Linked DNA regions of Mus musculus: region 2 is linked to region 1. A link is a contact called in public Hi-C data. All regions are on one chromosome and are shown on one strand. Each heading gives the region's core, a stretch centred on a gene start, on an enhancer-like site or on the middle of the called end of the contact. The rest is flanking DNA. Distances are from core to core; before and after follow the strand shown. Region 1 overlaps Asic2 (acid-sensing (proton-gated) ion channel 2). Region 2 has its middle 62 kb from the start of 1700071K01Rik.

Region 1 (5,874 bases), core at 3,145-5,644:
GAGGGAGATAGTCTAAGTTCTTCCCACTTTCAGGCTGGGTGGCCTTGAGCAAGATGTTGACCCTCTTTGAATGTCACTTCTCTTTACATGACACAGGAAATCAACCTGCATATTGGAGGGCTTTGATGAGATGATGTGCAAACAGAACCCAGTATTTCCCTAATGGTATGTCGGATGCTCAATAGATACATATATTCATATCTGTACATACAAACACAGGCACACCACATACACACATACACAACATACAATACACACATACACCACACACACACACATGCACAATGCACCACACACAAACACACAAATTGCACATACACACATGACACTCACATACACACACATACCACACGTACATACATACACCACACACACATATCAGACTCACATACACACACATATCATACACACATACACACCACACATACATACACCACACACATACACACAAACATATACATACATACATACACATACTACACTCACATCCACACATACCACATCCACACATCCACACATATATCACACATATACATACACCACACACACACATCACTATACACACACACTACATGAACATACACACATACCACACACACATACATACATGCACATATATACAACACACACATACATTCAGACATACACACACACACATATACACATACTACACACACATACACACAAACTATATACACACACCACATGAACACACCACATACACACATACACAACATACAATACACACATACACCACACACACACCACATGCACAATGCACCACACACAAACACACAAATTGCACATACACACATACCACACATACCTACACATATATACATATACCACACACACATACACACATACCACACAATACATACATACATACATGCACATATACACAACACACACATTCAGACATACACACATTCAGACATACACACACAACACACATATACACATATATACACATACTACACACACATACACACAAACTACACACACACACCACATGAACATACACTCACACCACACACACACACATACATACATACATGCACATATACACAACACACACATTCAGACATACACACATACCACACATACATACACATATATACATATACCACACACACATACACACATACCACACAATACATACATACATACATGCATGCACATATATACAACACACACATTCAGACATACACACATACCACATATACATACACATATATACACATACCACACAGACATACACACATACCACACACACATACACACCACACAAACACACACACATACCATACACACACACACACACACACACACACACACACACACACACACTTCTTTTTTTGACTTAAGCAAGTCTAATCTGTAAAGCCTCACCCAAGTTCTCTCTGGTCAAGAGCAGAAATTATTTCAATTATTTAAGGATCTGTAATTTTTCCAGGTTTAACCCTGTATCCTTTAAGTGGCAGTTACATGTGTGGGCTGCCATGCTTGTTTAGGAACCATTAGCTGCTTGACAGTGACGTTAGTCGGAAGAGAGAATGAGCAGGACCCGCGTCATTGAAAGCCATAGGCTGCTAAGAGCCAAATGGGACTTGAGGGGAAAAATAGATCTGAAAGACTAACCTAAGGGGAAAAATCATTTATAAATACCAATCTCACTCTTTTTCCCAGGAACCATCCTCCTGTTGTTCAAAGCAAGCTATAAATGCAGAGTGGGGTGCCTCCAGACGTTTCTCCCTAAACTTTGCAAGCGCAGAGACAGGTGACTGGAATGGGCTTTCCCCACGTAAGATGCCAAGGTTGTAATTGCTAATTCTTCTGGTCGTAATTTATCCTGCTGTCCCGGTGGGTAGCTAAACAGCTCTGATCACGAACTGCCCAATCGGCTTATAAGTCTTCTTGATGAATCTCTCTCATTGTCACGCTCCTTTCTCTAGGCTGCGGTAATTCTTGACAACTGTCTTACAGCTGCTGTCTCCTGTGGCTGCAGAGGGGACGAGTCATCCATTAGGAAGCACACATGGTTAGGAGCAAGCTCCTGGCGTTGAGGGATGGCAGGTGGAGGACAAAGCTCTTGTCTCAGGATGGAGAAGAGGGTATTAGAGTCTGCCAAGTGACCTCTGGGATGTGAGACACACCTGGTTCAAGGTCTTTGTGTGTGTATGTTGTATTGTATTGTATTGTATTGTTTTGTATTGTATGTGAGTCTGTGTATGTGGGTCAGAGGTCAACCTCAGGTGCCCCAGAACCCAACTATTTCTATGTCTCTACTGTCGGGATTAAAAGTATGTCCCATCCTATGATCTCAGCCCTGTTATTAGCAGGACCTATCCTTATTTATTTATGTTTTCAAATGTAGGTTCTGGAGTGGAGCGCAGATCCTCACGCTTCCGAGGTGAGCCCTTACTCACTACCCTGTTTTTCCAGCCCCGACGTGTTTTGTTTGTTTGTTTGTGTTTGGTTTTGGTTTTTTTAGGCAAAGCTTCAGATGACCCAGGCTGAATTGAAATCTTTCTCTGTGGCAGAGGATGGCCTTGAATCTGAATCCTCTTGCTTCTACTTCCCAAGTATTGGGATTATGGGTGTTGCCTCACTGTGTCTGGCTGATCTGGGGTCTTTTGGATCAAGACCTGCATCTTCAGTAAGAAAACACTCCATACTGATTTGTGATCAGACTGCTCAGATGAACCAGGGCAGCACCACAGAGCCTGTGGGCGCCCCAAGACTGGAGTTCTCAACTTCGTCCTGTGTTAGATGCTTGTCCCAGGCCTGCTCAGTCTTGGTGAAGTATGTGACTGGTTCTCCCTACAAGTGAGGTGGGACCCCAGGCTAAGGCTAGATAAGCTCTTTTTCCTTCTGACCGCAGAAAGGAGACAAAGCTAAAACCTGGGGGAGAGCAGAGCCACAACATGGGAGGATCCCGGGTCCCTGAATGACTTCATGGAACACTGCCTCTTATAGTCGGGGGGAGGATAAACCTTTATTGGGCTGTTTTTCAGACAGAAGGGCTGGTCATTATGGAAGTTAGCCTCCCTGCCTAAACAGGTGGTGCTTGAAATGAACTCAGATTTTCCAACTGAAGGACATGCCAAGTAGGGGCTAGCAAGAGGGAATTTACTAACCAGATAGTATATCGAAATGTCTTTTTGATAGTTGCGTGGAAGTCCAGAGTATAATTTGAAGAACAGTGGAGACATGGGGTCTTAATTTTTAGGCCTGATAAAGTGTTCATGTTAGGAGTTAGAAGGGAAGCATGCCTCTTCACAGGATTCCCTCCCCTCTTCTCTCTCTCTCCCCCACCGAATGTATATGTCCTACAGAGCTCCTCTCCCCAAGCCACACGGATGTCCCCTGTTCTCCACACCTTGAGACTGCCATGCCTCTCTCACATTACTGCAACAGCGTCCTGCCTCTTCCTCCTCTGTGCCCACACTCTCGCAACCCTATGTTTCAAAACAACTTAAAAAATAACAACAACAACAACAACAATGTATCTGTTTATTTGTGTATGCATGCACACACAGGCACAGTGACTCACGTGTGAAGGCCAGAGGACAACTTTTCTCCTACCACGTGGATACTGGGACCAAATTCTGGTGGTCGGTGGTCAGGTTTGGCCAGCAAGTGCCTTTCCCTGCTAAGCCAACTTCACCTTTCTACAGCGCAGGCCAGGTCATGTCCTCTCATCAGTAAAACCCAAGCTCCGTTTCTTCAGGAGGCCGCCAGGGTCTGTGCTCTTGTCTTTACTGTCTTCCCTCCTCTCCCTAATGGTCTTAGGACTTTTCTAACGTCAGTCTTTAGCTCTCTGACTAAATTGTCCTTCCTGCCTGTTGGTCTGCATCCACCTGCCCAGGGTCTGGGTCTGCTGGTGCTCCTCTATCAGGACCGTGCTGGGTCCACATCTCCTGTCTTTGGCTCCTTTCCAGGCCTGAGCTTTACCCCACCTGTTACATCATACTTATTGGCTCACATGCATACCTCCAGATTTTGAGAAGGGAGGCAGGGGGTGGTGGTGGTGGGGAGTTTTTTTCTCAGAGTTGGCCTAAGGCTGTGTCTCAACTGATAAAACCTGCAGGCCCTGTTACTGCCAAGCCAGTTACCAAGGCAACTTTCCCTCCGTGGGTCCCAGTTTCTCCGTGAGTAAAAATGGTCTCTGTAGGCTTTCCCAGTTCAGCATTTCAGGATTCTGTGATTTTTTTTTATCATGGTCACGTGAGGGAGATCAATACTCAGAGTTTTCCTGAGCTGTGTCTGCGAGCTTCAATTCGTCAGGCGAGTGTCTGGGGGGACGCACGCGCCTCGCAGCACCGCCTGATGCCGGAGAGAATTTATCATTCTGGAAAAGCTTATGGTGCAGGTTTAGTGAGTGCGGCGTCGAAGGCATTCGTGACTCATTTATCCAGCAAACGCAGCTTCCTTATTTAGACTTGAGTCAGTTGGCTGGGGTAAGATGCCCTCTTTGATTCATCCCGATGAGAAATAGGTATGGCCAATTATGCCTTGACCCAGGAGGAAAGGACATCGGCCAGCTGGTACTGTCATCTCTGCTCCTTACCCGAGCCTCCTACTTCAGGGTGGGTGTCAGGCAGGCGAGGGACACATTGCATGGCAGCCTGTGATTAGGTATGGGAGCTCCATCAGCACTGGCCACATGCCTGGGACAAGCTTTGGCTCTTTGACCCAACTCATTTCGGTCCCTGGCTGAAGCTGCACCGCATGCTTCTCTGAGGGGTGAGACTGAAGTAGTTTGTTTCTCTCTGTGGTGGTGGTGGTAGTGGTGGGGCAAGTCAGTTCACACAGTGGAGTTCCACTCCTAGGTTTAACAGGTCTCAAATGGTGAGATCTGCGTGGTTGCATATGGTGCTGGAAGACCTTCCTCCTCTGGCCTTTGTGCACACGGTGGTGCACGAACACATGTACATGTACATGTCTGTCTGTCTGTCTGTCTGTCACACACACACACACACACACACACAGATGAACATCTATCCTTGAAGACAAGGTTAAACAGACAAGGTTAAACTTTTCCTAGTCTAGCCTTACCACGGGGTCTTATAAAAGTCAGGCCCCACACTATTTGCCTGCTGTATTCTGCCTGAGTGCCTACGAGGGAAGTTATATGGTAAGCACCCATGAGTTCTCCTGCAGGAACATGGTAACTACTGGTCAAGCTGTTGATGGTGGGTGCTTAGGTGAATGGATGGATGGGTGAACTGATGGATGGGTGGATGGTGGACCATGAGGTTCTGCTGGGGATGCACACAGGATATGAAGGGGAGATGGGGAATGCAGGAGCAGGTTTGAGGCTGGGGGGGGGGTAGTGATAAGCAGCCAGGACTAGATCAGGTATCAGATGAAGTGGTCAGTGCTTGGAAGAGGCTCAGAGAAGTCAATGGGGTCCTTAGGGTGAGGCCCAGGGAAGAAAGGAGTAGAATAGAGGTGGCAGGTGTCACATGCCATTAAGAGGGATAGAAGAGTCCTAGAGGGTCAGTCATGATTATACCATTAGTGAGATAGAAGCCTCTCCCATTATCCTCCAACATCACCTATGGCTCTTAGGTGCCTATATCCTCACATGGGTTTCTTCCCATCTGCACCGGAAATAAGCCAAATGCTCAGTGAATCAAACAGGAGATGCAATGGAGTCCCACAGGAATTCTTACTTATGATGAGCAAGGCTCTCTTAGGCTGAGTGTTTGTGGCAAATAGATCTTGTGTATGGGTGTGTATGTGAGTGTGTTGGGTGGAGGGGGGATGTTGTAACATTTATCAGAACATTTCTTGAAGTACTTTACTATTTTTGAAGAGTACTTTACTCATTGTTGGTGTGTTGATGGTACTGATCCACAGATGAAA
Region 2 (5,887 bases), core at 2,803-5,302, 590 kb after region 1:
GGGGTGTTATCAGGATGAATCTAATCAAGAAAAGCCCAAGAGAGAGACTCCATCTAGTGGTGACCACCTGCAGTTCTGACTGTTAAGCCAAAGCAACTATGACTTAATTTCTAGCTCTCTCAAGTCTGTGATACCAAGAGTTCCACTAAGTCTCTCAGCAGAGAGAGTAATATAATAAGATTTAATAAGCTGTGGTCTTTTCCATATCACGATACTAGCCAGAGCCACTATGACGCCCTGCCTTTGAAGGTGATCACTATAGTAACCCAACCCCTGTATATTGGAGTCCTCCATATGGGAAGTGTTTGGTAACTATCTATGGCATATAAGTAAGGAGCGAAACAGGGGGCAGCCTGAGCTGCCAATCTGCCAAAGCCTTCTAAGGTCCCCCTTTCCAAGCCAGGCTAACAAAACCAAAGTGGGCCTCTCTCACGACAACCTCCAGAGCTCAACCCCAGAAATCCAGATTGCATGGAATGCAGTGAGAGCTGCACACAGAGGCTGAAATACTGGAGCCTTGCCAGACCCGTGTAAAATGAGAAGCACAGTTTTTCCTAAGAATGCAGTCCCGGCTCACTTGCAGAACCATGGTCCGTGCAAACTATTCAGTGCAGTGTGCACTTCCAGGAGATGCATCCGGAAGAATTTGATCTCTAGACATTATGAAGCTATATTGTTTTAAAAAAATCTGAGAACCTACTCATGATATAAAAAAATTCTCAGAAAAGCAGAGCTAGAGAAGTTTCCTCCATTTGATGAAAAGCATCCTATAGAACCTCCACCTCTTACGTGCTTAATGGCTAGTTGTAGTGACAATTCTAGAATTTTGGTTTCTTTAAAAAACACGAAAATATTATAACGATATTTTTCATTTTAATCCCAGGTGTGTGAATATGGGGCTGCTTCGGACTGTCTGCAGCAGTTGGCTATGATTTGCCTCATGCTCTAGCAGAGGCTTTTTTTTTTTTTTTTTTTTTTTTTGCCAGTTTCAGATAGTTTCTGCAATTGTGTGATATTTGGAATTCTGGGAATTTTCAGAGCTTATATAAATGCTAAAGCCTCAGTAGGTGGGGTTGATGGTTCTTCAGGGGGATTAGTTATGTTTTATTAGTATTTATGCTCAAAGAAGAAACAAGAAAGAAATTAGATTCACGGACACCCCCCTCTCCTTATCTTTCTCTCCTATCTAGTGATAGGGAGTGAAACTGGGGTTGGGGGAGGTTAAAGGGTGGGAAAATAAGAACCCACAAAGTAACAAAGACTACAAACAAAGAAGAAACAAAAAGAAAGAAATTAGGTTCACTGATCTCTCCCTCCCCTCCCCCCCTCCCTCCCTCACTCACTCTCCCTCTATCCTTCTTTCTCTCCTATCTAGTGTTAGGGGGAGAAACTGGGGGTGGGGGATAAAGAGTAGGGAAAAGAGGAATGCACAAAGTCGCAATGTTCAGCTACAGTGAATGACTGAATGCTTTTTAAGCCCTGGAAGCAGAGTTAGCCTCTCCTTTCACGTTTGTGCAAAATCGGTGCTGTCGTCTCTTGACAGTGCAACAGGCAAGAAAGGGAGATAACAGACAGGAAGGGGGTCATAAAGGAAGAACTGGGTGTACCCCTACTTGAAATGATATGATTGTCACCTATGAAGTTAAGAACAACCTCGGGGAATTAGGAAGTGAGTTCAGCAATAGTCTGAGATGGAAGATCAGCACACGAAAACCAATTTTGTTCCTATACCCTAGTGTATTAGTGGAAGTTGGTGGTATAACAAAATACCTGAGAGAACAGCCTAAAGGAAGAAGGATTAACCTGGGCCCCTGGGTCTCGAGGTTTCAGCTCATGGGCTCTGGGATGGGCTGGACATAATGTATAATCACCTAGGGAGGCTGTGTCGAAGAGGAGTTATCTAGATTAGGTTGGCCTGTGGGCATGTCCATGATGGATTTTCTTAACTGGGTTACTTGAGGTAGGAAGAACCACCCTGAATGTAGGCAGCATCGTTGCATGGGCTGGGCCCTGGAGTGACTTGAAAGGGGAGAGGAGGGCTGAGCTCTGGGGTGAATCCAAAGAAAAGAAGAGCTGAGCACAGGCATGTAGGCATTAGTTATTGCCCCCTACTTTTGGCTGTGAGGTGCTCCGACTAGACGCTTCAGGCTCTTCCCACTTTAACCTTCTCACATTGATGACTGGAACCTAGAACCACAGACCAAATAAGCACCCTGCTTTTGTCGAGGTATATATATTAATATATATGTGTGTGTGTGTGTGTGTGTGTGTGTGTGTGTATTAAATCACAGCAACAGGAAACAAAACTAAGACAGTCACTTGTCTGTGTCCTGGACCTGTAGTTATGCAGCACACTGTGACACCTTGGGGATCCAGGGGGATGTGACAGGTTCACTCACCTCAGAAGTCTGGGGTACAGAGGAAGACAGTTTAGACTCTCCTTTGCCACTTTTCCTCTGTCTAGAGTCTCAGACGACTGGATGGTGCTACTCTCATTCAGGGAGGGTGTTCCTCCCTAAGGTAATATTTTCTGGAAACATCCTCAGAGTTATAACGAGAGACACACTGTCTGAGACTCTTTGGTACTTCACACCCCAACCAAGACAGCAAGACCCATCAATACAATCAGCACTAAAAGTATCATCAGGTGAAATAAAAAAAAAAAACAAAATATTATTATTTATGGTTGCTAAAACCCGAAGTGTTTATAGTCCAAATATGCACTGAGTCTGTATGTTTTCAATGACATATTTTTATAAAAATGAAGCAAACATCTTACTAAATGGGGATATGTAGCCATGTTCACAGATTGATGGATTAAGCATATCAGTTTTTCACTCTAATTGATTTCTTTGAGATTACTGCAATTCCTAGTAAAACCCAAGAAAGATTTTTATAGATAAGGATAAATTATTCTAAAATAGGCACAGCAACTAGTGCAGTTTAAACAGCTTCAAGATAGTGAATTAAGCGGTAGGAATCAGTCTGCGTGACTAGTTGGTGGACAGCAGGGTCGTAGGTGTAGCTACTGAAAAAGAGAGCAGGGATCCGGGAGATGGTGGTGTGTGTGCCTCCTGTGGGGATGCAATGTCTCCCCCTGCAGTGCTGTGATGTGTGCTTCCTGCAGGGATGTCTTGGTCACAGTACAACCTTGAAAGACATTACTAAGAGGGAATGAGACATACAGGATCTGTCTTTTTTTTTTTTAACAGCTGTATATAAATCTGAAAGTGTCTCAAAAATTTAAAAACCCTCTAGATCTAATAAAAATTTTATAGAACTTCGAGCATGTGTATGCACACACACACACACACACACACACACATACACAGAGTGGGTGACATTTGAGTAAAGTCTATAATCAAGTTAATTGTATTGGTTAAGTTAAGTGCATTGTGCTGATGTCAATTTCCTGCTCTTGATAATATAACACATTGTGTAAAATGATTCGAGAAGCTGAGTGATAAGTATATGGGACTACTCTGTTAATTTTTGCAACTTCTTGTGAGTCTATAATTATTTCAAAAAAATTTTAAAGTTTTTTTTTTTTTTTTGTACTGAGAACAGAAAGGAAAGCATTTATTATCAGGCAGAGTGTGAAATTCCCACCCCAAGAGTTCCCTAAAAGCAGGTCTTGTAACTTTTCAGCAGATGTATTCTCCATATAGACCTCTGGGGTGGGTAGAGTGGTATTGTAACCTCAGGGGTCTTCCAGCTCAGCTCGCATGGAAATTGTGGGTGGGAGGCATCTGTCTTTCCTTCCTCTAGAGCCCAAACTGGTATAAGATGGAACTAGGACTCCAGGAGCCACAGGCTACTGCAGAGGGGAAGATGAAAGTATAAACCATATGCTTCAGTTATAGTCACGTCCATATTTGGGGTCTGGTTCTGCTCCTTCTTGCAAAGGGCTGCTTCGTGTCAGGAATTAGAAAAATAAAAGGGGCATGGCAAAAGAGTGGGTCCGAAGATACAGCCTCCGTTCTCCTGCACAGACCGTTCTGGGAACGGTGGTATTGTGAGGCAGATGGGGACACATCATTCTGGCAGGGCGTGGCAGAATTCCCAGAACAGTGTGCACGCACACGTGTGCATATGTGTTGTGCATGCGCAGGACTCATTAACTCATCCCATAATAGAAGGGCCTCATCTGCTTGTCCATCTGGGAAATGAGGAAGCTGCCAACCAACGTTCCTGTTACCCTAGGTCCAACTGGCTTCCAGCAGGAACTGGAATATGGGGTAGTGGGTCTATCTAGTATTTAGGTCTTAAAACAACAGGATCAGAAAGTAAAAAATGTGGAGGAAGGCAGAGGATGCTCTCAGGGTCTGATGTGAGGCAAGAAAGAAGAAAGGGATGTGTGGTCCTGCTGGAGTCTTTCTGGGAGTGCTGGCTGGGCAATGTAAGCAGAGTCTAGTACTCTGGGGTCCACTTTAAACTCCTGTACAGTTTCATTAGCCATAGTGAACACACTGAGGAGCAGTCATGTCATGGTGGGGTGTCAAGCTCCTAGTAGCCCCTTGGGTAGCTCCTCTCCTTTCCTCTAGCTTACAGTGGAGTGAGCAGGTTCAGAAAGGCTCCTGTCTGGTATGAAATTGGGCATATGAGGTAGAGTAGATCCCAGAACAACCCAGATCCAGAGCTCATGTTGTCAACCACAGCTTGAAAGTTTCTTTCTGCTACTTCCTTTCTTGCTGACACATGTAGAGAGATCTGGGGCCAGTCATCTGTCAGCTCTGGGGCTAATTCAAGGTGTGATGCTGATGGCTGGTGAATCTTCTCCCTGCCCTCAGGGAGACTGCCCCCTTGGCAGCCAGGGGAAATGCCATCCATGGAGAAAGGACATATGACTTCATAAATTCTCCCATGCATGCCTCCAGTGATGCCGTGCAGTGACTAGGAAGAGTAAGACCACATGCTGGGAGCTAGAACATAGACTGATAAGGCTGAAGGCGGTCAGAAGCTGGTGTCTAAGAGGCTGGGAATGGAGCCTTGTGATAGGGCTCCGTGGTGACTGTCTTGGTGTATATGAAGACCCATGTTTCATACCTAGCCCTGCAAACACCGAAACTCTAAAAGTAAGAACTAAATCCCAACCCTGCCAGTTCCTAGTCAGATATCCTTGGCAAGGGTTTATCTTGGTGGCCTTTCTGGAGTGGAAAAAGGAAAATAATACCTTTGGTTCCAGGGGGCTCAGCAAGTATAGAATGAAGGTGTTAGACTGCAAAAGACTTCAGGCCTTAAGCTTTATTTAGTGAATGAGACCCTTGCTATTATTATTCCTGGAGAGGGGGAAGCCAGAGGATTGAATGAGATGAAAAGTTCTCTAGCCTCTTCCCCTGCTTTGAGTCAGGGGGGAAAAAAAAGGCTTTCTAAATCCTGTGTTCTGCTTCAGCACTACCTAAGCAGTGTGACCTCCTGCTTAGGTGACCTCCTGCTTAGGTGTTTAGCACAGCCCTACCCAACTCTGGTGCCTCTCCTGTATCCCCCCCTCTTCATGGTGTTTGAGATAACCACATAAAATAATGTATAACACCCTAAAAACGTAAGGAGCTTGCCACATGTGAAGGAAATCATGTGATTTCCTTCAGTCGAGAGAACAATGCCTCCACGAAATTGCAGAATCTTCGGTCTCCTGCAGTGAGTGTTTGCACCCCAGCTGTACAGAAGAAAAGTCAGGCCAGTCACACCTGATCCTTGCCACCTGGCTGCAGGCTTGCCTGTGGTCTTCTGTCTCGGGTATTTGGAATTGTTCTTTCAGCAGCTTGTAGAAGTTTAAGAAAACTGCAGATTGCTTTGGCTACCTTCCCAGTCTTTTAGGCAGGAGCTATTTGCTTAATTTTGGAACTTGTGATATGGAAGGAGGTACATAGAATCCAGAACTGGCCAG

The links. Hi-C and Micro-C count contacts between places; a contact is called where the count stands out from the background.
Region 2: a Hi-C map of cortical neurons shows a contact between it and region 1, with 1.5 times the contacts expected there. The contact joins two enhancer-like sites. A contact is called at or near these places in 3 of 484 Hi-C or Micro-C datasets (cortical neurons and forebrain) and 3 of 115 datasets of contacts at active chromatin or transcription factors (embryonic basal ganglia and embryonic stem cells).

What each region holds. Positions count from the first base shown.
Region 1 is chr11:80,919,512-80,925,385 of GRCm38.p6, forward strand. All of the region lies in intron 3 of Asic2 (acid-sensing (proton-gated) ion channel 2), which reads right to left. It overlaps Gm51909 (a long non-coding RNA gene), which reads left to right. Exons shown (of 3, transcript XR_003949743.1): 1 at 1-5,874. Among named protein-coding and RNA genes, the nearest start is that of Gm51909, 25 kb to the left of the region's middle. Within about 2 kb of position 4,395, at least 12 of the 459 cell types and tissues checked have an H3K27ac peak or open chromatin away from gene starts, as enhancers often do. A contact at or near this core is called in cortical neurons, where this site is marked.
Region 2 is chr11:81,508,534-81,514,420 of GRCm38.p6, forward strand. It overlaps a transcript of Asic2 not described here. Among named protein-coding and RNA genes, the nearest start is that of 1700071K01Rik, 62 kb to the right of the region's middle. Within about 2 kb of position 4,053, at least 16 of the 459 cell types and tissues checked have an H3K27ac peak or open chromatin away from gene starts, as enhancers often do. A contact at or near this core is called in cortical neurons, where this site is marked.